Linked DNA regions of Gossypium hirsutum: region 2 is linked to region 1. A link is a contact called in public Hi-C data. All regions are on one chromosome and are shown on one strand. Each heading gives the region's core, a stretch centred on a gene start, on an enhancer-like site or on the middle of the called end of the contact. The rest is flanking DNA. Distances are from core to core; before and after follow the strand shown.

What was found. Hi-C and Micro-C count contacts between places; a contact is called where the count stands out from the background.
Region 2: a Hi-C map of leaf shows a contact between it and region 1, with 2.3 times the contacts expected there. The contact joins the promoter of LOC107953007 here to the enhancer-like site in region 1. A contact is called at or near these places in 10 of 34 Hi-C or Micro-C datasets (fibers, hypocotyl, leaf and 1 more).

What each region holds. Positions count from the first base shown.
Region 1 is chrA07:28,252,027-28,256,754 of Gossypium_hirsutum_v2.1, forward strand. No RefSeq gene overlaps it. Among protein-coding and RNA genes, the nearest start is that of LOC107956490, 5.2 kb to the right of the region's middle. Within about 2 kb of position 1,880, at least 5 of the 9 cell types and tissues checked have an H3K27ac peak or open chromatin away from gene starts, as enhancers often do. A contact at or near this core is called in fibers and leaf, where this site is marked.
Region 2 is chrA07:28,358,795-28,363,522 of Gossypium_hirsutum_v2.1, forward strand. It overlaps LOC107953007, which reads left to right and starts at 1,956. Exons shown (of 2, transcript XM_041117900.1): 1 at 1,956-2,975; 2 at 3,125-3,438. The coding sequence starts at 2,246. The coding sequence ends at 3,210.

The sequences.
Region 1 (4,728 bases), core at 630-3,129:
CTTATAAATAGATGGCACCGGTAGAGCTAAAACACACAACTTTAAGATATTGTTATTTTGTCCGAAAATGGTAAGAATTTATTTTAAGTATAAATTCTATTTTTTGGCATAACAATTTTACCGGTTTCTATTAAAAAGAGAATTTTGTTTTCCCGCTGAAAGTAAAATAAATAATTTCTAGTTCTGTGTTTGATTCGAATTCGTTCGAGCCTACACTCGAAGCAGTTCGTGGTACAAGAATAACAGAGAAGGTCGTTTGGTTAAAAGTCGGGAATGACAAGGATCCATATAGCCAAAAACACAGGTGCGATTTCAATAAAAGGTTTATTGTTATAAATATCACATATTGACTCGGTTATCAAATTTTTAATTTTCCACCGTATAAAAAAGCCGCTTTCGAACTGAATTTTTCCCAACACTAAATATATGATAATCCCACACAATAGCTATTTCGTTTAACCCCTATTGCATACCTTACTGGTGATGAAAATAAGTATAAAATAAAGTGGCATCTGCAATGAGTTTTGCTCGAATTCGCCATCTTTAAGTTAACCGCCACAAGTTTCAAGAACATTTTTTAGTTATTATATTTTGATATTTAATTTTTTTTTAAATTGATATCTAAATTTTATTTCAATATTCAATTTGATATCTAGATCGAATGGTATCATATGGTCTAATGAATGTTTGAAAAATGTGTTCTAGTAAAAATATATTAGTACTTAAATGTAAAAAGAAAAAAAAATTAAGTACCAAATTAAACGTTGAAATTAATGGCGAAACCACATGTTGAGTTAACCCCAAAAAAATTTCTAAAAAAATATTTCTTAATAAAAAAATATAAATAATAAATTGAGTTATTGACCCACAAAATTATTTGAAAAACACCCACTAAAATTAAAAATTAAATATTTTCTTATTCTCTTTAAACATTCATTATTTTTTTTCTCAAACTTTTCTTATTCTCTCACACTTTATCCATAATTTTTATAAAATAGATTATCAGTCTTTTAATGCTTTTAAGTAGGTTTCTCTAATTTGATAACTATTCTTCTTTTCTTTTCAAGCTTTGATGTCTAAAAAATTAAAATTGTGACTTTACTTGTTATACATTAGAATTTTTATGTAAGATTAAGTTTTTATTGATGGAATGATTTGGGGATATTAGTTTTTGTATGAGATCACTAATATCTTGATTGACTTATATTTTTTAGATAACATTAATACAAATCCTTAAAGAAATTAAGCTTGATTGTTCTATAATCTCATATTTCTTAAATATAGATTAAAAATTAGCATTTTTGGTTAAAAATTATTATTGGTTTGATTTTGTGCATCTTTTGTTTGTGTTCGTCTGGTGTTTTACACAATGCATTCTCATGGCACTAAAAAGTATTTAATTAACTTTTATTGTTGTGAAGGGATAAAATAATATTAAAATAAATTTCAAATGTCAAATTAAACATTGAAATCAAATTCAAGTAGTAAATAATATATATTTTTTTCTCTAACAGATCCTAATAGTAACAGTGTAAGCCTTCAAGTTTGGTGTTTGTAAGCCCAGTCCAAGGCTCATAATTGCTAATTTCAGAGCTGCAAATATATTTCATTTTATGGGTTGAAAAAACTTGGTAGCATCGCGGAACAAGCTAAAATTGTGAGAAATCGATAATAATGGGATAAACCAAGCAGAATTAGGATGACAGAGTCTTAAAAGGAATAGGATGAGAACATGAGAAGTGAATCATGATGAGATTAGACGACAGATTTATAAACCAGTTCCTTCTTGTTTGCCAAAGTTCCTGAGTCAGTGAGCCTCTAATTTAGCCCAACACGGTTAGCCCAATTCCAAACAGAAATAATGGATTCATTTTCCCTGTCTGGATTCAAATTTAACTCAAGTCACTCAAATAGTACCATATTTACCTAAATGATCATCAGTAATATATATCTCTTTCATTTCTACTATTACTTTTACCTACCTTTTCTCTTTTCTTCCGACAGGATACCCAAGTGAAATTAGTTTCCCAGTTGACATGCTGCTCTTTTATCGCTTTTTTTAATCTTCTGACTTTTCGCTCCTTCAGTCAATGCCACTCCGCTCCTCATCAAACGGCTCATGTTGCGTATGTATATTATTATTATTCTGAACTGGAAAGGGTAATATATATCAATCAAACGCATTGTCCTTGTCACTCCCACTTTCTATTTTATCTTCAAAATCCTGCCCCTTCTTAATTATTGCCTCTGACAATGAAATTTAATGAAGGATGTTTTTATTTCAACCCTGGAGAACAAAGCAGTTGCATCCTGGGAAAATAATCTAACATCAAGATGATATATAATTAGCAATTCAGGAAAGAAAAAAAGAAGAAGAAAGGGGGGGGGTTCAATGATGTAATAATATGTGATGAAAGTTGACTATCGTTTTCCACTACATAATAAAAAAAGAGAGGGAGATGTAATTATGCAAAAGTTAATGGAAAACAAAACAGGGATTTTAGTTTGACAAAGCAAGACAAGGGCCTTTAATCAACTTGCCAAAGCCTTTTTATAATTATGTTAATCCCCCCTTGTTAAGGCTTTGTTGCTTGTGTGATTAAAGTCAGTTTCCCCCATCATGTTTTTGGTCTCTTTAAATCAGTTAAAAGCATATCCCTTATGTAATTTTTTGACATTTTTATTTAGGAGGGTGAATCATGGTTTTCAGTTGTGACTAACTCATAAAAGATTCAGGGCTTGTCTATTTCACTAATTATGATGCCAATTTCACTTTTAAAAAATAAACAGCTTAATTATTAGTTGTTGAAAGGCGAGCTTAAGAGGTGGAAGACGATAACGATAAGGTCAATTGGTACAGGTTAAACTGAAATCAGCGTTAGTTTGAGTGTTTAATAGAGATGTATATGACAAATGCATGTGCTTATGTTGCCTTTAAATGTTAATGGGGCTGGTTTAGTGGGATACATTAAGGGTCATCCTGAATAGACCCCTCTCTCTAGGCACTTAAGGGAGGAACGTGATGTGCTTCAAAACAAGAAAAGGTGAAGAAACAACACTGTGGGTCATTATTCTGTAAAATATATTTTGTCCAATTATTTGCCCCTTAACATCAAGTTTTAGATTGCGATTTCCTACAAGTTACATTAACTTTCATTTATATTTCATTCAGAAATGTGACATACATAAAAAGTTTTGTTTTAAATTCACTAGTAACTTATACGTAAATTAGCAAAAAAAAAAAAGGGTTTGTTTGTGAAATTATTAAGGACTTTAATCAGTGAAATTATTAGGGACTTTAATAAGGACTTAGCATAATGTCTAATCCCATTATCCCAAAATGATAGTTGATCTTTCTTGTCGATTGGTTGTCATTGTTTTGAAAAGATAATGAAAATGTGATGTGAGACACCTCTTCTTCTTTCGTTCAAAGGCAAATAGATGCCATTTCATATTTCAAACAATTTGTTGATTACAAATCTTCAATATCGTTCGCTAATATCTCATCAACCATTACTCAAGTTCCCCTTATTGAGTCAATTAATGGTTGATATTCATCTTTCTTTTAATCTAGATGAATCATGACGTTTTGGTTATATATAACTATATGTATGTGTGTATATCTATACATAGACAATCATTTTAATTTGTTCTTCCTTCGAATAAAAGAAAACACACTCCATGATTTCTATTTTTCTATTTTTCTATTTTCTCTATTTTAATAATCATAGCTTAAGATAATTTAGGGTTTAGAATTTAGAATAATTATGTTTGATCGTAACTTCGTCATAATTTTTATTTTATTTTTATATTATACGATAATCATCAAATTTTAATTCTAGTTTTTGTTTAATCTTCTATATAATTATATATAAAAAAAAGTTACACCATATAGAAAAGTAGTTTAATTTTAAATTTGGTTTCTATTAATATGTCTAAATTTGATATTTAATTTCTACATTTTTTAAAATATTATTTAGTCCAAAATAATTAATATCTTTGACTTTTCAATTAAAATGTTACATGATTATATATAATTTGTAAATCCTGAGGTCTTGGAGACTAACATGTCGCTCCGGTTCTTTTTGGGTTTGCTTTGCTATTTTATTAGATTATAAGACAATGATCAAATTATAATTTTGGCCATTATATTAAGTTAAAACTTGAGATTTAATTTATATTTTTTAAAGTTTCACATAATTCGGTCCATTTACTTTTATAATATCATTAGTTAGTATAAAGAAGTAATATTGTAAACTATTTCAATGTTAATATAAATTTTTCTTAAAGAAGATTATTGCAAAAAGAAAATATTTTATCATTACCAGATTTGATAAGTGTTTTTAAAAAAAAAAGCACATAAATATCTTCAACATTATTTTTATTATTACATACCAGATAATAACTGAAAAACTTAAAATTACTTTATAATTAAACAGAAAGTTTTGGTGAATATAAATCGTATTGGGAGTGGCCTCATCAGGACACTATCTTTTTTTTAAAAAAAAAAAAAATCTTTTTACAAAATCCTCAATCATTTATATCCTTTTCAGTATATTCAAGTTGATCGATATTCAACGCAGAAATTTTGAATAAAATAATAATAATCTCGTATTATAACAAATCATGGATAAATTAACAAATAATTTTAAAATTTCTAACGAATGCACCTCATCAATATATTAAATGTGAAGAAGATTTAAAATTGCTGTTGTGCGAAAAGAGTAA
Region 2 (4,728 bases), core at 706-3,205, 110 kb after region 1:
AAAGTGGCAGCACCATTTTTTTTTGGTGCCACCAATTAATGTAGAAATAAAAATTATAGAATAGATCTTTATATAGACCCAAAGTCTCATTTCCCTTGTTTTCTTAAACAATGTGCGATGTAAGATATGTGTATATATAGACTCATGAATAGGTTTGTAGCTTATTCCTATACAATGTGAGATTCCTTCCTCTTTTGACTAATAACATCAAATTAAAGGCTGCACTATATTTTATATTTTTTTACTTATAGACTTTAAATTTTTTTTACAAAAAGTTAACATTTGTTACATTATAAATAAAATTTTTAAACTCTATAAGTAAAAAAATTATAAAATATAAAATGAATATAGTAAATATTAAAAAATAAATATTTAAAAAATTACTAATAGTTGAGTGATCATTTTGTAAATTTTTATAATTCGATAGCCAAAAAATCATAGTTAAGTGACTACTAATGTAATTTAATCTAGATATAAAAATATGAAAAATAATTATTATATTTTATGCATATTATATATTTCCATAGAAAAACTTATTTAACATAATTATATACTATGTTTAAATAGATTATTTATATAGTCAAAATACATCTGAAATAAATTTATCAACATTCATTAGGTGATGAAAATTAAATTAAAATTAGAATTAAAAAATTAATGAGTATAGTAAAATATTAAAAAATAAATATATAAAAAAAGAGATATCAATTTTTTTAAAATTACAAAAAAATACTATTTGAGTACCAAATACTCACCATTTATTTATTAATCAAACATGCATAACATAAAATAAAATAAAATTTAAAAGTATAACTTCTAAATTGAAATAATAGAAAATTATTTTAAAAATTAGAATTGCATAGATATTAACTTCAAACATTTAAAATTGAATAGAAGATTATTGCATGTACAAGTTTCATATGTGTAATTTTTTTTAATAGTCCTTTTGTATATGCTAACAATTTTAAAATGCAACAAGTTTAAAGGATCTCAAAAGATAATTTTATAATATGAGAAAATATTAAAAAATATAAAAAATAGAATTTTTTTTGTAAAAAATTATAAAAGATAGTATAGCCTTTAATCTTATGTTGTTAGTTATAATAGGAATGAATCTCACATTGTCTAGAAACAAGTTGCAAACCTATTCATGGCTCTATATATACACACATCTCACATCCTATATTAGTTAAGAAAACAAGAGAAATGAGAGTTTATATAATTATTTATTTTGTAAATTTTATTTCCATATTAATTTGTAGCACCTTAAAATAAAAAATCTATTTTTTATAACAGCTTATCCTTGTAAATTTTTAAAAAATCATTTTTTATAATATTAAAAAAAAAAGAGTACGCCCATATCAACGTATTTTTACGGTTCAACACATTTTTTTTTTAAATTCTCTTAAAATAATTTCACGTGGATGTATTTTAAAATTTTTAACCCAATCCACCATTTTCATAAACAATGTTGGAAATGAGTTTTTGTTTTTTTGGGTAAAATAGTCATAAAGAAAAGCCTCATTTGTAAAAAAGAAAGTGAAAGTATAAATAAAGAAAAGGAATGGGCAAAAAGCAATGGCACAGTATAGTGTACAATGATTTCGAAACAGAGCTAGGTTATGGGAAATCGTGAGGGCAGGTTTCAATCTTTGGTACCTTGTTGACACGTAGTGAGTCGTGACTCGTGACCCGGTTATGAATGAAGTAGAGTGGTGTTAGCAGCAGGAAAAGAATTTGTGTGGAGCTACGTGTCCTTGAGCAGATCTCTACGTCATTTGGCTCAATATTGCCATGTGTAAATAACTTGTAATCATTTTTAATAATTATTCAAAAAAAAAAAGCCATATGGTCCGAAGCTTCTTACTTAACTAATTTGATTTAAAACCAAAATTACAATCCCAACCTTCTGCCAACTACCAAAAAGGAAGTAAGAGGAAGTGATTGAGCACCGAAATGGGTATCTCTGTAATTAAAGGCTTCAAATTTTCTGCGTATAAATTTGGTTGTTCAGAGTGAGGAGTGTGTTTATTTTACTTTTTATTATGAAATCAGAAATTGATGAATGATTCATAAAAAGCCCAAACGCCACACCTTGTTAAATAATGTATAGCCAGCCGGTCTTTTTGTTTTCTCTCTAATATATCACTTTGATAACAGAAAAAAGAAGAAGAAAAGCACACTTCAACTTCATCGTTCTTTTAGTTTCTTTTTCTTTCTTTTTTTCTTTTTGTTGTTGCGAAAGATGGCTTCAGATGAAAGTATGACGGTTGTTTCGTCCATGGTGGAAGATGACTATGACGATATTGATTTTGGGTTTGAGCATCAGGCCCATACATATAACTTGTCGAGGCTTTCCATGTGTACCAGTTCCATGTACACGAACGAGGATGATGATGATGATGATGATAATCTGGGGATGTATCTGTCGAGGTTGTCCTTTGATGCAGATGTTGATGAAGAGTTCCGTGGCAAAGAATTGCTTCAACTCTCTTCTGACTCCGACAAGGAACCTAGCTGCTACTCTCTTCCCGCCACCCCACCTCGCCGGAGGAACCGAAAAGCGGTGTTGTCTCAGGAGCTGACGGGAGTGGCGAAAGATTACGCAAGTGAAAATGAAGCTCAAAAGGGTGGTTTAAGAAGGTCAAAAGGGAACAACAAGTCGAGGAAGAGGAGGATTACTAGAGATAGATGGGAAGATAATGAGAGTAAAAGCTGCAGCAAGAAGAAAGATGGAGAATTAATTGCAAGTTACAGCAACCATAGTGGAAGTTTCAGTGGGGAAAGTGAAGGGGGTAGTGCGGGATTGGTGGTGATTACAAGGCCCAAAGGTGGGCAGAGGTCGCTGTGTATGGACTTGGAGGAAGTGAAGGCGTGTAGGGATCTTGGGTTAGAGTTGGAACATGAGCGTATGTTGGAGATGCCTAGTAGCGGTGGCAATTCTCCGATCGCCAACTGGCGTATCTCTAGCCCTGGTTAGTCAAAATTACCTTTAATTTGGACCTTTATGCTTTCTTTTCTAAACCTAACAGGAAACTTGGGAACTACTGATTGTTTGATTTATATAAAGGCTCTGCATAGCATTTTCAGTTCATCTGATGGGATGTTTACTCTGTAATTTTAGGTGATGACCCAAGAGATGTGAAGGCTCGGCTCAAGGTGTGGGCACAAGCTGTGGCACTTGCATCCACATCTAAACATTGCAGCTGACTAACTGCTGCGCTCGACTATCATCGTTGTTTCCATTAAAAAACCCTTTTCGATTTTAGTTTCTTGCTTCCTAAAAAACCAAGTTACACTTATGTACAGCTTTCCACTTGTAAATATAAACACTGTGGATTATGAAGCTAGATGGTAAGCTTAAGCTTAAGTTACACTTTGTAAGCAGCAAGACTGAAGGCTAAAGCATAATTTCAGTTTCGAGCAGTGTTTGTTGTATCAGTTCTCTGTTGTCATTCTTCAGTTTTGACTTGGATATGGTTTTAGGTACAGTGTTCCCAAAAATTGCTGTTGTGTTAGAAACAAAAAGAATTTGTTCTAAATGACCTCTATTCCAACCAAACAAATCGCAGTGCCCCCACTGTAAACAGAGTTAAGCTCAAAGGTAAGATCGGGGCAAACTTGAAAGCTAAGGGTACTGATCGATGGCCTAAACTCAAACAATTATTATTATTTTAAAACCTAAAATCTAACAAATCAATTATCAGAAAGTAGCATTGTCTATATCTGCTAAGAGAACCAGGCATTTGCTCCGTTAATGACCAATGCTAATGTAGTTATGACATGGATGACAAATTATATTGAGAAGATTACAGCCGCAAATGTTAGTTATATGCGGCTCAGGAACATCAGATCAATCTCACCTAAGCAGTTATGAAGGTTACTTGCCCTTTTAAGCTTTAGTCCCTAAACCCTTTTATGGTCAATGTATTGAGTTGATCAAACACTTAGAAGTCTAAAACCCAAGGAAGGTGTAGAAGTAGTAACTGAAGAGTAAGAACACACCATGCATAACGCACCACCAACTCTAGTTCTGCATAGTTAATGAAACCCATGAATAAAGACTTTTTCTTTTCTAGTTGATTACTAAATTACTACTCTACAATCGATAAGAATGGAATGGAGTAGTTCATAGAGCAAAAATAAAAAGCTGATCCAAACTGGTCTGTGGCCCGATCTTTGGAGCTAAGATCCAATGAGTATTTTGGGTTATAATATTTTGGGCTCCATTTTGTTATTGATTTTTATATGTCATCTGTTTTAGAGTTCTTTCTTTCTTTCTTTACTTTACTTTTTTTTTTGTTAATTCTTAGGTAAATTACGTGACTAAATTATTCATAAGTTTATGTTTTGATAATTTAATTTTAAAAAATTATAAAATATTCATTAAATTATTTGAAAGTTTTTATTTAAGTCATTTAACTATTCAAAGAAATTTTATTTAAGTCATTGGGTTATTAATTTTGTTTTGTTCTTTTTAAAGTTTGACTAGCGACGATTTGACGATTGGTACGACAGATCATGAAAAAAAATTGAACTCTAGAAGAGAAGAGGAAGGAGAGATTTTGATTGGTGTAGGCTTTGCAAACAGAGAAGGGCATACAATAACGATTTTAAGTTTTTAACAGTCTAATGACTTAAATGAAAACTTTCGAATAATTCAACGATTATTTTATAACCTTTTAAAGTTGAGTGACCAAAATGTAAATTTATTAATACTTTAGTGCC